Linked DNA regions of Mus musculus: region 2 is linked to region 1. Evidence: chromatin contacts called from public HiChIP or PLAC-seq data. All regions are on one chromosome and are shown on one strand. Each heading gives the region's core, a stretch centred on a gene start, on an enhancer-like site or on the middle of the called end of the contact. The rest is flanking DNA. Distances are from core to core; before and after follow the strand shown. Region 1 has its middle 12 kb from the start of Gm41610. Region 2 holds the start of Gm52315 (a long non-coding RNA gene).

Region 1 (7,548 bases), core at 3,141-5,640:
GCCCACAAGCAAGAGGAAGCAGGACTTTGGCTCCCATCCAGGGAGAGTCACTGCAAGATCTGTAAACAGCATCCATTTGTTGACAGCTCAGGTTTGCTTCAAAGAACTTGCTTTTTGTTGGGCACAGATCCCAGCACTTGGGAGGCAGAGGCAAGAGGATCTCTGTTGAGTTTCAGGCCAGCCTGGTCTACACAGTAAGTTCCAGGACAGCTGGAGCTACATGGTTAGACGCTGTTTAGAAAAAAACAAAACAAACAAAAAACGGGCTGGAGAGATGGCGCAGTGGGTAAGACTGCTCTTCCAGAGGTCCTGAGTTCAGTTCCCAGCAACACATGGGGGCTCACAACCATCTGTAATGGGGTCTGTTGCCCTCTTCTGGTGTGTCTGAAGACAGCGACAGTGCACTCATATAAATAAGTCTTAAAAAAAGGAAAAATCAAAACCAACAAAACAGCACAAGCATCTCAAACCACCATCATCAACAAAATAACTTGCTCTTTGTAACTCCATTGAGAGTGTTAGTGTGTGAGAGCATGAATCTGTGTGTGTGTGTGTGTGTGTGTGTGTGTGTGTGTGTGTATGTGTGTGTGTCTTCTTAGTCACATTTATGATGCTCTAGTAAAACATTGACCAAAAACAACTGGGGAGGAAAGGGTTTATTTGGCTTACACTTCCTCATGGCAATCCATCACTAAGGGAACTCAGGGCTGGAACTTGAGGCAGGGACCTGGAGGTAGGAACTGGCGTTAGACAACACTGGCCCTAGACAACACTGTTTATTTACCGGCTTGCTCCTTGTGGCTTGTTAAACCCCCCTCTCTTATGCTACCCAGGACCACCTTCCCAGGGGTGGACTGCCTGCTCACCCCTAGTCACACATTAATCAAGAACATTCCCCCCACGGACACACTGATAGGCCAGTCTCAGTGGCGGTTCTCACTTCCCACTAATTTGTGTTGAGTTGACAAAAACTAACCAGCATGGTTGGTGTGACCAGAGGATGAAATAATGTTTATTTTTGGACAAATCCACCTAAAGGATCCTTGAGGACTTTAGGGTGGACATTTTGGGGGTGGGGGTGGGGTGGAGAGAGAAGAATCTGTGTTAAAACATCAAATTTGAGAGTAAAGCTCTCTGTCTCAGGTGGGCGTCACTGATGTGCAGAAATGGAATGCTCGATATGACAGTTGGTGGCAAATGCTGCAGAATACAGGGTTGAGAGGTCAGAGGAAGGACAGGAAGAGGTCTGATGGCAGACCACTAGGTCTGGCGACCTATTGCAGGCAAGACACTCTCTACTGGATATAGAAGGGAAAGATTGTAAGAGGCTACAAAGTTTCTCCTTCCCCCCCACTTCTTCTGTGCTTAGGGATTAAACTCAGGATCTTCTATATCCTAAGATTATACCCCACCACTGCCCTATACTCCCACCCCCTGCTAATTTTCTGAGGACCAACAGAACTCCAATAAAACTCGCGGCCAACTGGGGCAGTGACTGGATTATACATCCATGCAAACTCAGCAAGAAGCTGGAGAAAGATCTGGAGGTTGGGGAGGAAAGAGCTCATGACTACAAAACAATAAAAAGAGACAGCCTCGAAGTCAGAGCAAGCACTGGGCAACTGTGTCTACCCATGGAAGGACATCTTATTAAAAACAGAGGTGCTGGGCGTGGTGGCACATGCCTTTAATCCCAGCACTCGGAGGCAGAGGCAGACGAATTTCTGAGTTCGAGGCCAGCCTGGTCTACAAAGTGAGCTCCAGGACAGCCAGGGCTACACAGAGAACCCCTGTCTTGAAAAGCCAAAAAATAAATAAACAAACAAACAAACAAAAAAACTAACAAACAAAAAAAACCAGAGGTGCAGAGAGGCAAGGCTGGTGAGAGCCCATGGACAGCGCAGTGGGACTGGACTCATGTTGGGGGCTGATAGGAATCAAACTCTAAGAAGCCTTGAAACAGAGGCCCAGAGCATGTATCCAAAATTCTTTCTTGGCTGAACTCTCTAGGACTCGTGTCTGTGTATACAAGTTTTTGGTCAATGTTATCAGCTCCCCCAACACCAGCTCTGGAGTCTGTATGTGCCAGTGTGAAATACACGCGTGGAGCTCCTCTCAAGAAAAGACCATCGGGACCTACAAGGTGGCTCGGCAGGTTAAGGTATTTATTGCCAGCCCTGATAACCTGAGTTTGATCCCCAGGACCCAGCTGGTAGGAGGAGCAGACTCACTCCCTCAAGTTGTCCTCTGAGCCCCACTTGTACACAGCGTTAATGAGTACATCTCATAAATACATAAAATGTCATTTTGAAAAAAGAACCGTGGGAGGTGTTCAGTTGCTGGGTACATACTTTAAAACTGCAGTCCCAGGTACTTGGATAGCTGAGGCAGGAGACTTACTTGAGAGCCCAGGTTCTCACAGATTCCTGTCTCAAGGAAAAGGAGAAAAAGAAAATCAAAGCTAAACACAACCATCCAAACGCAAATGACAAATGACAAATGACAAATGGCGGCGGAACAGGAAGAAGGAGGATCCACAATGCAAGGTCACCTTCCGCTCTGCACGGGGTCAGAGGTCAGCCGGAAATACAATGGACCTTGTCCCCAAAACACAAAACGAGCTTCTAAGACCTTAAATCAAAGCATCCAGACGCCTCCTCCCCAACCCCCGCCCCGCCCCGCCCCGCCCCGTGATTTCAACTTGTTCGGTAATATTCACCGTAGAGAAGGCAGACAAGTTGTTAGTATGGAATTTTTAACGGTTTATAATCCTCTAGTGCACTGCCAGCTTTAAATGGAAATGAAGACCATTTCGTTACACTTGGGATCTCTCGAACTACAAACTTCAGTTTCACCACTTCAGTTTCACCACTTGTATGAGTGTCACTTCTTGTTCTTATAACAGCGACACCCATCCAAGCTGTAAAACTGTTCTTCCTCCTCTTCTGGCCTCATTCGGCTCGTATCTCACCAAACACATTCCAAGTTAGGAAGAACTGAGAGCTAGAGGCCCTATGGTGACCCTGTCTTGAGCTCACCTCCTCCTCTTCCTTTTGAATGTATATGTATACATTGTATGCAAGGTACATGACAACCCTGTCACTGTCTCCAGACACACTAGACGAGGGCATCGGATCCCAAGACAGATGGCTGTGAGCCCCCATGTGGGTGCTGGGAATTGAACTCAGGACCTCTGGAAGAGTAGTCAGTGTTCTTAACTGCCGAGTCATCTCTCCAGCCCATGCCCTCCCCTCCCTCTAGCTCAGTGTTGAGCTAACACTGGAAGTCACAGGAGTGGTGGGGAAGGATGTGGCCCAGTTCCTTGTTTCTCGAATATCATCAGCTTTTTCTTTTTTTCCTTTGGCTTGAATGGAAAGCACACCCTCTCTGGACTCTAACTGCCCTCTCTGGTTACTTTGGCGTAGTCGGTACAGGCCTCTCTGACAGCCACCCCATACAAGGCCTGCTCCCTTCTCATGCATGTGTGAAAGGGATTGGGTTTGCTTCTTCTAAGTGAGTTGGGGGGGGGGTTAAGGGGGGGGGTTGGGAGGGAGAGGGTGTGACGTCAGAGCTGGAGAACCTAGTTGGATGTGCCAGCAGCTGCAGCTGAGGCCCTGCACACTCCAAGAAAACAAGACCAGAGGCCCACACCTTTAATCCCCGCACTCCAGTGGCAGAGGCAGGTGGATCTCTGAGTTGGAGGCTAGCCTGGCCTACAAAGGGAGTTTCAGAACAGCCAGGCCTGAACAGACAAACCTTGTCTTGAAAAATCAACCAACTAACCAACCAAACTAACAACAAGCCAAACAAAAACACAAAAGCCTAGAGTCTTGTGACCTTTGTTTCTTCCCAACAACTAATTGTTCTTGGAATGGGTTTTCATGCCCCTCCCAGGTGTAGCTGGCAGGAGTCAGTTTACTTCTGATTGTTCATTACAATCGGCTTTTATGCCTGCAATGGAAAAAGGGGGTTTTGTGGAGCAGAAGTGGCCTTGCCCAGTCTGTCCACCAAGGGCACCTTGAAGGGCTCAAGCCGGACTGAACTTGACAAATACAGGATGGAGCACAGCAAACATGGCACCAACAGGTTTGGGCTCTTTCCCTTCTCCTTGCTAAACTGTTAGATTATATTCCTAAAGCCAGGCCCTAAGAAGGCCTCCTCCCTTATTTGGCCACACTGACTACTTTCTGAGACAAAACACAAGGTCCCACAATCAAGGTCATTATTTGACCAATGTCCAATCAGAATTTACCAACTCACCTTAGCACAGACTCTTCTTTTTTTCCTTAAAAACCCCACCGCAGCAAAAAAATCTCAGCTAGCCACAACTTTCCCCAACCCCATCCTGCTCGGGTAATCTCCTTTGTAATGGATATTGGGTGTCTAGGTGTGTCCTTTATGGAAGAGGCAGACCTCCCATGCGCCAATCTGAACTCCTAATCACCATCCTTGTGGCTGTGGCCCGGCCTTACCTCCTTGGCCTGTCCTTGCTGCCATGGCCCATCTTTTTTTTTTTTTTTTTAGATTTATTTATTTTATGTATATGAGCACACTATGTAGTTGTCCTCAGACACACCAGAAGAGGGCATCGGATCCCGTTACAGATGGTTGAGAGACACCACATAGCTGCTGGGAATTGAACTCAGGACCTCTGGAAGAACAATCAGTTCTCTTAACTGCTGAGCCATCTCTCCAGCCGGCCATGGCCATATCCTTGCTGCCATGCCCACCCTTGCCTCTATGTGGCCCGTCCACGTCTCTGTACATTTTAAAAAATATTTATTTATTTATTATATGTGAGTACACTGTAGCTGTCCTCAGACAATCCAGAAGAGGGAGTCAGATCTCGTTATGGATGGTTGTGAGCCACCATGTGGTTGCTGGGATTTGAACTCCTGACCTTCAGAAGAGCAGTCGGATGTTCTTACCCACTGAGCCATCTCACCAGCCCCTTTTTTTTTTTTTAAGCCTCTGTACATTACTCACTAACGTCTCTTCGTCCTCAGAGTATAAACTCTCTAATGTGCTCTGAATGGCTATCGCCTGAGACTTTAGTCTGGTTCATTTCTTGGCTCCACTCTCCCCACTGTCTTCAGAGAATAAACATTTAGAATTAGAATTTAGGGAATTATAATTTCTAGATAGGAAGTCGTCTGCTGTACTGAGCTTACTAAACTGAGCTTTCTGTATATATGTTGGCATGTTCAAGATGTAGACAAAGAACCAGATGTTTTTGTATTTGTTGTTTTTTTTTATTAGATATTTTCTTCATTTACATTTCAAATGCTATCCCCAAAGCCCCCTATACCCTCCCCAAGAACCAGATGTTTAACATCAATGGACACCTACATTGACATACTCATTCCACGGCCCCCCGCCCCGTGTGTGTGTGTGTGTGTGTGTGTGTGTGTGTGAGAGAGAGAGAGAGAGAGAGAGAGAGAGAGAGAAACCTTGGGGTGCGGCTGTGAGGGTAAATTCTTCATGGACACAATATTCTAGTTCCTACTTCCCTTGCTCTGGCATGAGCTTGAATACAACCTGTGTGATAAGCTTGTCTTTCTAGTCAGATTTGTCCACTTGCGACTCAGCCCCCACACTCTGCCCCACTTGGCTTCATCTTTTCCCCTTAGGTTCAGACGCTAAAATGATATTTCAAACGGAGATGCATGGAAATCTGCCAACAGCAGGTTTAATGCAATTGGCCTTCCAAACACCGTTTTGTTCTGCTTTGTTTTGGGGCTGTTGGGGATCAGGCCTCATGTGGGTGCACACCCAATGTGATGTGCACATGTGTGTGGTGATATACCTTGCTATCCTTCCCTCGCTCCATTTTTTTTTTTTTTTTTTTGACACGGGGTCTCAAGTTGTACCTGGAGCTAACGGATTGGCTACCATGGCCTGACCAGTGAGCTTCAGAGATTCACATGTTCTACTCTTACCCTCACTACCCCCATTTTTATAGATTTGTGTGTCTAACTAACTTTCATGTGGGTGCTGGGAAATCCCAAGCTCACCTCTTCATGCATTTATTTACCTATTGGTCAGCCTACTTCCTCCCAGCCCTTCCTGACCACCCTCACAGAGTTCTGATGAGAGCTGTGTCCTAGAATATGTGAAATAAACAAACCAACAAGGTCCAGGCGAGCACTTCCTCAGGAAATGAAAAAAATTCTTAATTATCGTGATGAGAACTGTTAGCAACAGAAGCTGTATCCAGCTAGCCTCCGAATCCAGCGTTGACGTCATCCCTAGGCGACAAGAACCCTCTCGCATCGCTTGCCATGGCAACCACTGCACACTCCCTGCGCATGCCTCACTCCCATCACCTAAGCACATCATCATCTGGGTTACCTATGTCGTGGTCTAAGTCACAGCCCAGATAAGAGACAGAGACCCCGATCCATCTCTCTCTCTTTCCTCTTCCCTGTTTCTTACCCCCTTCAGTAAAGGACTTCTCTCGTGGGAACTGTGCTGTGTTAATCATGAGCGGGACACTGAATAGAGTTTTACAAAATCTATACACAAGGACCTCATAGCAGCCCTATGCAAACATGAACCCTTTCCCTTCTAATTACACAGGCTTAGAACCCAGTAGCCAGAGAGACTGTGATTAACTCAGCCTCTCAAAGATTGTAATTAGGCTAAGGGCAACACATTTTAGGTCCATCTTAAGTATGGTGAAACCCCTGATTTACTTCTGTGTGAAGAGTTGCTCCCTCACATCACCATGGTTTACAGTGTTGGGTGTTCACTCAACTTCAGCCTGGAAACACAGTTCTTCTGTGCTAGCTAGCCCCTCCCCACAGGTAGAACTTCCCAAACGTTCAGACGTCCCACTCTTGAGATGTCAATGCCCGTTCAAGGCATCCATTGTGCACCTATACAAGACCAGATACAAAGGTACTGCTCACTGGAAAGGGCTCCCCAGAGTTACAACCTGGCTTGCTACGGTCAACAAACAGGCTCAGGGTTGGAAGTGGCAGGTTCCTTAAAGGAGACTCCCTTCAGGCTAAGCTGCAGAGAAGACCAAGGGTGAACCTTTATGTTCCACCAAGGGTAGGAAGCCTCTTTTCCCTGAACATGTTGGGACCTGGTGGGACTTCCCAAGAAATGGGCTAAGTTGGACTCCACAGGAATCCAAGGTTGAATCATTCCAACTATCCATTTTGCCTTCACTCAAGAGCAGCCTTTGGGACCAACCCCCATTGCTCACTTGGTCACGTTAGCTCAAGCAGTGAAACATTATGGTTTATTTGGAAAATGAAACAATGTGAGAAGTCTAGTATCTTTAAGGAGTGTCAGGTATAGGAGTAAATGTTTTCTCTTTCTCTTTCTTTCTTTCTCTCTTTCTCTCTTTTTTCTTTTTTAAGATTTATCTATTTTATATGTTAATACACTGTAGCTTTCTTCAGACACACCAGAAGAAGGCATCGGATCCCATGACAGGTGGTTGTAAGCCACCGTGTGGTTGCTGGGAATTGAACTCAGGACCTCTGGGGGTGCGTAGTCGTCGGTGCTCTTAACTCTGAGCCATCTCTTCAGCCCAGT
Region 2 (6,940 bases), core at 304-2,803, 88 kb before region 1:
GTGTGTGTGCATGTACATGTGTTCATGTGTGTGCACACGTGTGCGTGTGTGTGCGCGCGCATGTACACATGTGCGTGAGTGTGTATTCCTTAACAGGTAGATGCAGTTGGCTCTGTTATGATAATTTTACTCCCTCTGTGCCTTTAAAACTGGTCTCGTGAGATAAATACCAGGACAGAAAGGACTCTGTACTGCATTCGCCAGGATGTTACCAGATAAATGACTGTGGCATTTGCCTGTTCCATGAGGGATGTGTTACCAAATGATCTCAGATTTGGAGAATTTGTGATAATGCCTGACAGCCACCATGCTCTTGAATAAACACGAAGGAATTCCCTTTCATCTTCCCTTCAAGCCAGTCACTGGACTTCTCCAGCGCACAGCCCTGCAAGGCGGGCTGGGAAATCTGGAACTTGTTTGCTCATCTCTGTCTTCTTTCTGAGTTCTGTGTGCGGTGACCACATCTGCGAGTTCTTTCAGGGTGTTGGGGTGCCATTAATCTAAGTCGGCAGCCGGCCTTGCTCTCATCGTCCACAGGACACTCCCTTTCCATCTGCTTCGGAGAGACAAAGCCTCCATCTTCCACGCTCTCTTAGCACAGTCATTACACACTTTATTTACACCGACTTTTTTGTTGTTTTTCCTGGGTCTATCAGGGAAAAAGTAATATTTACTACTACTACATATATCCTTTAATCTATAGAATTCCATCAGTAGCTATAGCAAAAAATCAAAATATACTGTCCAGAGCTAAAACGATTCCTCTATTAGCTGAAGGATCCATGAACATAATACAGCACTTTGCATTACCATAAATACTCTAAGGAGTTCTACATAGTTTTTAAAAACCTGTTCCTTTGAGTTTTCAGTTTTAATCTGGAATCTTTGTCATGTGTTGCACTGTTTCCACAAATATCACATACTAAATCACGGCCATGTCATCTCCATTAAATGAAAGGACATCTCTCTTTCCCTCCACATTCTTCCTTTCAAGTGCACAGATCTGCGTACTGCCTGGACTCTACTCAGGGACTCGCTCATCCGCTCCCTTAGACACTAGGCAAAGTCTGTAAAATGTCACCCGCTGACTCTGGCAGGACTGAACCAATAGAAACCAATCCTGGTCATTCCAGTCCTTCATGTTGGTGCTAGTTTGAGGGCTACTGCATGCAAGCAAGGTCTCAATCCCATGGTTGCATCGCTTCCAGGAAGGACAGGGGAGGGCCTTCCTAAGACGGCTCAAAGGGTTTAGTTAGTGAATTAGGATCGAAAGGCCATCTGCATAGGAAAGACGTGGCTAACTAATCCTGTTTGTAGACGACACGATTTTATAAAGAGGGAAATCTAACGCCATCCCCCTTTTGTGAATTGTGTGGTTTGGGTTCTGGAAACCTGGTTGGGAGCACTGGCAACGAAGAAAGGACAGACACACAGACACATGGACAGAGAAACCGATGAACCAGCTGCAGGTGCAGCACAGAAGGGGGTGAGCTAGTCTTCACAGGAGGTCTCCCAAGCAGCAGTCTCTCTCAGGCTGTAAATACCCTGGAGAAGGAAGCTGTGGTTGGGTAGTTTTTGCACACACTGTTCACCCGTTAGCAAACACCAACACTTGCACACACTGACGACATTCACACTCAGACAACAGGAAGGTTTTACCAGCCCTTGGAGCCCCACTAGTGTAGTGGGGTGGAGGGAAGTGTGTCCTTTCCCATGGAGCTGAGGTCCTTGACATGGCCTCACCTGTGGCTACAATACACCTTAGCTCGAGGCTTCGTCTGCTCTCCTCATTCATGGCTTCCTCGGCTCGCCCTTCCCAAAACAAAACAAAACCCCCAAATAATAATCATTAATCTGTTTGAAGACAAATCTTTGGCATGTATATAAGTTTGCCATCTCAGTATTAAACTCGAAAGCAAGTGTGGAGAGTAGAAACCATAAAAGAAGCTGGAACCTTCCAATTTTGTAAGATAGGATATTCTCTCATAGAACAGCAGCTATAGGATGGAGCCTAATTTCCTGAGTTGATCAAAAAGTTTGAATCAAGTAAATATAAACTCCGAAGCCAACAGAAACGTAGGCAGTTTACCTCACACACAAGACAAAACTCAGATGGCGAGCTGGGCCTCTCCTGCTTACTTGCAGCTTGAAGGGAAAGTCACTGCAGGGCACAGAAGAGGGTGTGGCCGAGAGTCATGGAAAAGGAACAGCTAGCTACCTTGCTTCCACAGGGCAGGGAGGGTCGCTGCTTTTAAAACTGCAAAGCCATTGTGGCTAAGCTGGAGTCATATCTGTTGAGGCTTCCTGGCGTTGCTGCTGAGCCATCTTCCCCAGATGAACAAAAGGACCTATCTTAATCCATTTGAGCTGTTGTGACAAATTCACAAACAACAGAAATGTGTTCCTGTGATCCTAGGGTCTAAAATCAAGGTGCCAATAAAGTCAGTGTCTGGTGAGGGTGCCTCTTATTCTCTCTGATTCCATTCCTGGGTTCTTCTCCAACCTCATCAGCCAAGTCACCACTTTTTTTTTTTTAAAGATTTATTTATTTATTTATTTATTTAATGTATATGAGTACACTGTAGCTCTACAGATGGTTGTGAGCCATCATGTGGTTGCTGGGAATTGAATTTAGGACCTCTGCTCGCTCTGGTTGGCCCCACTTGCTCCGGCCCAAAGATTTTTTTTTTTCTTTTTTATTAGATATTTTCCTTATTTACATTTCAAATGTTATCCCCTTTCCTAGTTTTCCCTCCGTAAATCCCCTATCCACTCCCCCCTCGCCCTGCTCCCCGACCCACCCACTCCCATTCCTGGCCCTGGCATTCCCCTATACTGGGGCATAGAACCTTCACAGGGACCTAGGGCCTCTTCTCCCATTGATGACCAACTAGGCCATCCTCTGCTACATATGCAGCTAGGGCCACGAGTCCCTCCATGTGTTTTCTTTGGTTGGTGGTTTAGTCCCAGGGAGCTCGGGGGTACTGGATAGTTCATATTGTTGTTCCTCCTATGGGGCTGAAACCCCCTTCAGCTCCTTGGGTACTTTCTCTAGCTCCTTCATTGGGGACCCTGTGCCCTGTCCAATAGATGACTGTGAGCATCCACTTCTGTATTTGCCAGGCACTGGCACAGCCTCTCAGGAGACAGCTATATCAGGGTCCTGTCAGCAAAATCTTGTTGACATCTGCCATAGTGTCTGGGTTTGGTGGTTGTTTATGGGATGGATCCCCAGGTGAGGCAGTTTTGTAACTCCTTCCATGGGTATTTTGTTTCCCCTTTTAAGAAGGATCGAAGTATCCACACTTTGGTCTTCCATCTTCTTCAGTTTCATGTGTTTTGCAAATTGTATCTTAGGTATTCTGAGCTTCTGGGCTAATATCCACTTACCAGTGAGTGCATATCATGTGTGTTCTTTTGTGATTGGGTTACCTCACTCAGGATGATAAATCAGTACACTGTAGCTGTCTTCAGACACACCACAAGAGGGCGTCAGATATCACTACTGATGGTTGTGAGCAACCATGTGGTTGCTGGGATTTGAACTCAGGACCTTCGGAAGAGCAGTCAATGTTCTTAACCACTGAGCCATCTCTCCAGCCCCAGGTTCTCACTTCTTAATATGAATGAATGAAGATGGGTTTCAGTAGGTGAATTTGGGGGAAGACAGCAGAAAGTGATGTCTAAGTGTATAAAGTAGTCAGTGTTATATAAATATCAAATCTGGTTTTGATTATATCTGTGGTTATCACTGTGAGGAGCTGGAGAGTGGGTTTTATACAGAAATCAACCAAACTGGTTTGAAACTTGTGTGTATTTAATATCGATTTCAAGCACAAGGCTGGGGTTGGATAGATGCTCAGTGGTTTGGAGCACTTGTTATTCTTACAGAGGACCTAGGCTTGACTCCTAGCATGTATGTGATTCCCAGACATCTGTCACAGCAGTTCTAAGACAACCAGGCACACATGGAGTATACATACATACAACATATATACATACATACATACATACATACATAGTAAAGTAAATAAGTGCAAAAAGAACATTAAAACTACTACAAAATGTCATGTCCAAGATAAATCCACTTTCACATTCTACATTATAGTGACACACTTATACTCCATATTCCAAATGGAATACATACGTGCTATTAGTGGTTTAACACAGATGCTGTCATGAAGGTTTGTTCTAACTCCCCATTCTATGCCCCTGGAGGAAATAGTACAAGATGGATACCAGCAGAAACTAACTCGAACACTCACAGAACTAGGGGAGAGCCCAAGGCTAATGAGAGGAACAGGGAAATCACAGCTCTGAGGAACATGGCTGAGCACCTGACCAGAGGGGCAGAGCTCTGCAATGATCGGCTAGATGCCTTTGTTTTCCACCCCTTCCCTCTTGTATAATCTGCCAAAAGTGAGAAGCAAGGCTTGTCTCTAGGATATTGTCATTCAGATTGCAGACTTTCTGAATGAAGCTCAATTTCAATGTTATCTTTTGTTTTTGTTTGTTTTTGAGACAGGGTTTCTCTGTGTAGCCCTGGCTGTCCTGGAACTCACTCTGTAGACCAGGCTGGCCTCGAACTCAGAAATCCACCTGCCTCTGCCTCCCAAGTTCATTGTTATCTTTTTAAGTGTGGGAAACCAATCAGTTTGCCAGCCTGACCCCTACATGAGCTCTACTTTGTTCTACAGCAAATCAAAAAGCTGAACCAACGGCTCCCAAGCTGCCCTGTTCCGACCAGACAGATGAATCTCAGCCAGTCCTGTTGTCCTGTGCCATTCGCGTGGCACTTCCCTTCAGACTGTGATTTCCTTCGTACTGTGAGCGACAGGAGCTGGGAGATGGTTCAGTTAGTAGTGTGTGCCTGGCATGACTGGGCACGAGTACCTGCCTCTGTCCTAGCACTTTGAAGAGGAAGCCAAAGGATCTGTAATCCAGAAACTTCCTCAGCTACAGCAGGAAGGTTGAAGACCTGTCTAGAAGAGTGGGGGAGGGGGAGGGACTGTGGAAGGAAGGAGGAAAATTACCAGCCGTACTCCCCAAAGGAAAAGATGCTTTCTGCATTTAGTAAACTGTGAACCGAACAAGTATTTGAGGGTAAAAATGTCTTTTTACTGAATATTTATGGACTTTGGAGGAGTCGTTATTTCTTGAGCAATACAGAATAGTAACCATTAACATGAGATTGATCTTGCAATCGGTTTTCTAAACAATCTGGGTTACTTAAATAGTTGGAAGGACTGAATGAGCTCCATGAAAATACAATGCTGTTTTATATATGAGGCCTTTACATCCACGCATGTGGGAATCCGCAGGGAAGCTGAAATCATCCCCCTGTGAGTCCCGAGAGATGCCTACCATAGGAAATAAGAATCCCTGTGTAACTTGAAGTCCTGACTTTGTTTGATTAGAAGATGTCGCCGGGCAGTGGTGGCGCATGCCTTTAATCCCAGCACTTGGGCGGTGCCAGGTGGATTTCTGAGTCTGAGGCCAGCCTGGTCTACAGAGTGAGTTCCAGGACAGCTAGGGCTACACAGAGAAACCCTGTCTCGAAAAACCAAAAATAAATAAATAAAATAATAAAATAAATAAATAAATAAATAGAAGAAGAAGATGCCAAGTCTTGTGTTCCTGGCACCGTGGGTGGAAGATTTCCTGCGTGCCAGGTCACTAACAGCAAGATGCATTAGCCCATAGCTTTAGGAATTGCAGATTTCTTGGCACCAGAGGGTGGTGAGTAACTCTCTCCTCCCCTTGACTAATGGAAGCCTCTTCTAATAGTTCCTAGCCCTTACCTCTTTCTCCAGCATTGGGGCACACAGAAACCACCTGGTAAGAAGTTAGGATCTTGGGCCACCCTCACCGAAGGTCTGGTCAGAGCGAGTTGTATCCATTGACCATGACTCTGGTCATATATCAGTTGTCTGTAGCCCACATGTTGAAAAGCATTGACAGAGGAGACTTGCTCACCTGTAAAAGATACAGAAAATGTCACTGACAAATCTGACACTTGGCTGTGGAGACAACTCGACTGGCAAAGCGCTAATTGAGAAAACATGAGGACCCAAGTTCAATCCCCAGCACCCATAATGAACAACTAGGTATGGTGGCATGGTGGCATGCACTTGTGATCCCAGTACTGGGGAAGTGAAGACATTCCTGGGGTTTGCCCACCAGACAGCCCGGCTTCATTAGACAGCACCAGGTCCTACTGAGAGACCTGGTTTCAAAAATTAAGATAGGAGCCTCAAGAGGAATGGCACCTGAGGTTGACCTTTGATCTTCACATGCAGGCAACATACATGCAGACACATGTCCACACATACCTGTGCGCATGTGCACACACACAAAGATGCGGTTGTGTGGTGTGTCACTGTATTTCAGAATGTCCCTTAGCATCTTCCCCTCAGTGCTAAGTTCTCACATCTACAGGAGCTGTTCTCTTTTTCCCTTTCAATAAGTGGGTTAGAGATGAGCTGACTCACGCAGGCCGAGTTTTCATGGACTGCTACTGTTCAGCAAAGCTTGGGGGCAGATGGCATTTCAGAGTTGGGCCTTGAGTTCTTCAATAGCTTTTCAATACTCCCTGGACTCAGCTCCTATTTCCCTCTTTTGAGAGGCATTGCTGTGAGCATCTCATTCACTCCCAGTCTTGGCTGTTGATCAACTTTTCAAGCACAGAACTTGAGCTTCAGCAGGTCTCTTGAGTTCAGAACTTGTGCTTCAGCAGGTCTCATGAATTCAGAACAAAGCAAAAATCATAGTCCCTCCTACAGAGCTTTCGAGTACAGTAACGGTACAAAACGATCTGTTGTGTGAATCCATGAATATATAAATGTAGACGTGCAGGCAGCCACAATGCCTTCAGAAGGCCAGTTGCCTCTCTTGGGGGAAAGAGACATAAGCTACAGAAATACTGCATTTAGATTCAGAA

Evidence for each region. HiChIP or PLAC-seq counts read pairs in DNA pulled down with a chosen protein or histone mark.
Region 2: an H3K27ac HiChIP or PLAC-seq map of embryonic stem cells shows a contact between it and region 1, with 21 read pairs. The contact joins two enhancer-like sites. A contact is called at or near these places in 4 of 484 Hi-C or Micro-C datasets (CD4 T cells, CD8 T cells and embryonic stem cells), 14 of 115 datasets of contacts at active chromatin or transcription factors (bone marrow-derived macrophages, embryonic fibroblasts, embryonic stem cells and 3 more) and 4 of 9 other capture datasets (adipose tissue, embryonic stem cells, liver and 1 more).

Annotation. Positions count from the first base shown.
Region 1 is chr17:70,825,158-70,832,705 of GRCm38.p6, reverse strand. No RefSeq gene overlaps it. Among named protein-coding and RNA genes, the nearest start is that of Gm41610, 12 kb to the left of the region's middle. Within about 2 kb of position 4,390, at least 26 of the 459 cell types and tissues checked have an H3K27ac peak or open chromatin away from gene starts, as enhancers often do. A contact at or near this core is called in embryonic stem cells, where this site is marked.
Region 2 is chr17:70,910,889-70,917,828 of GRCm38.p6, reverse strand. All of the region lies in intron 1 of Gm26510 (a long non-coding RNA gene), which reads left to right. It overlaps Gm52315 (a long non-coding RNA gene), which reads right to left and starts at 5,827. Exons shown (of 3, transcript XR_003952407.1): 1 at 5,802-5,827. Within about 2 kb of position 1,553, at least 47 of the 459 cell types and tissues checked have an H3K27ac peak or open chromatin away from gene starts, as enhancers often do. A contact at or near this core is called in embryonic stem cells, where this site is marked.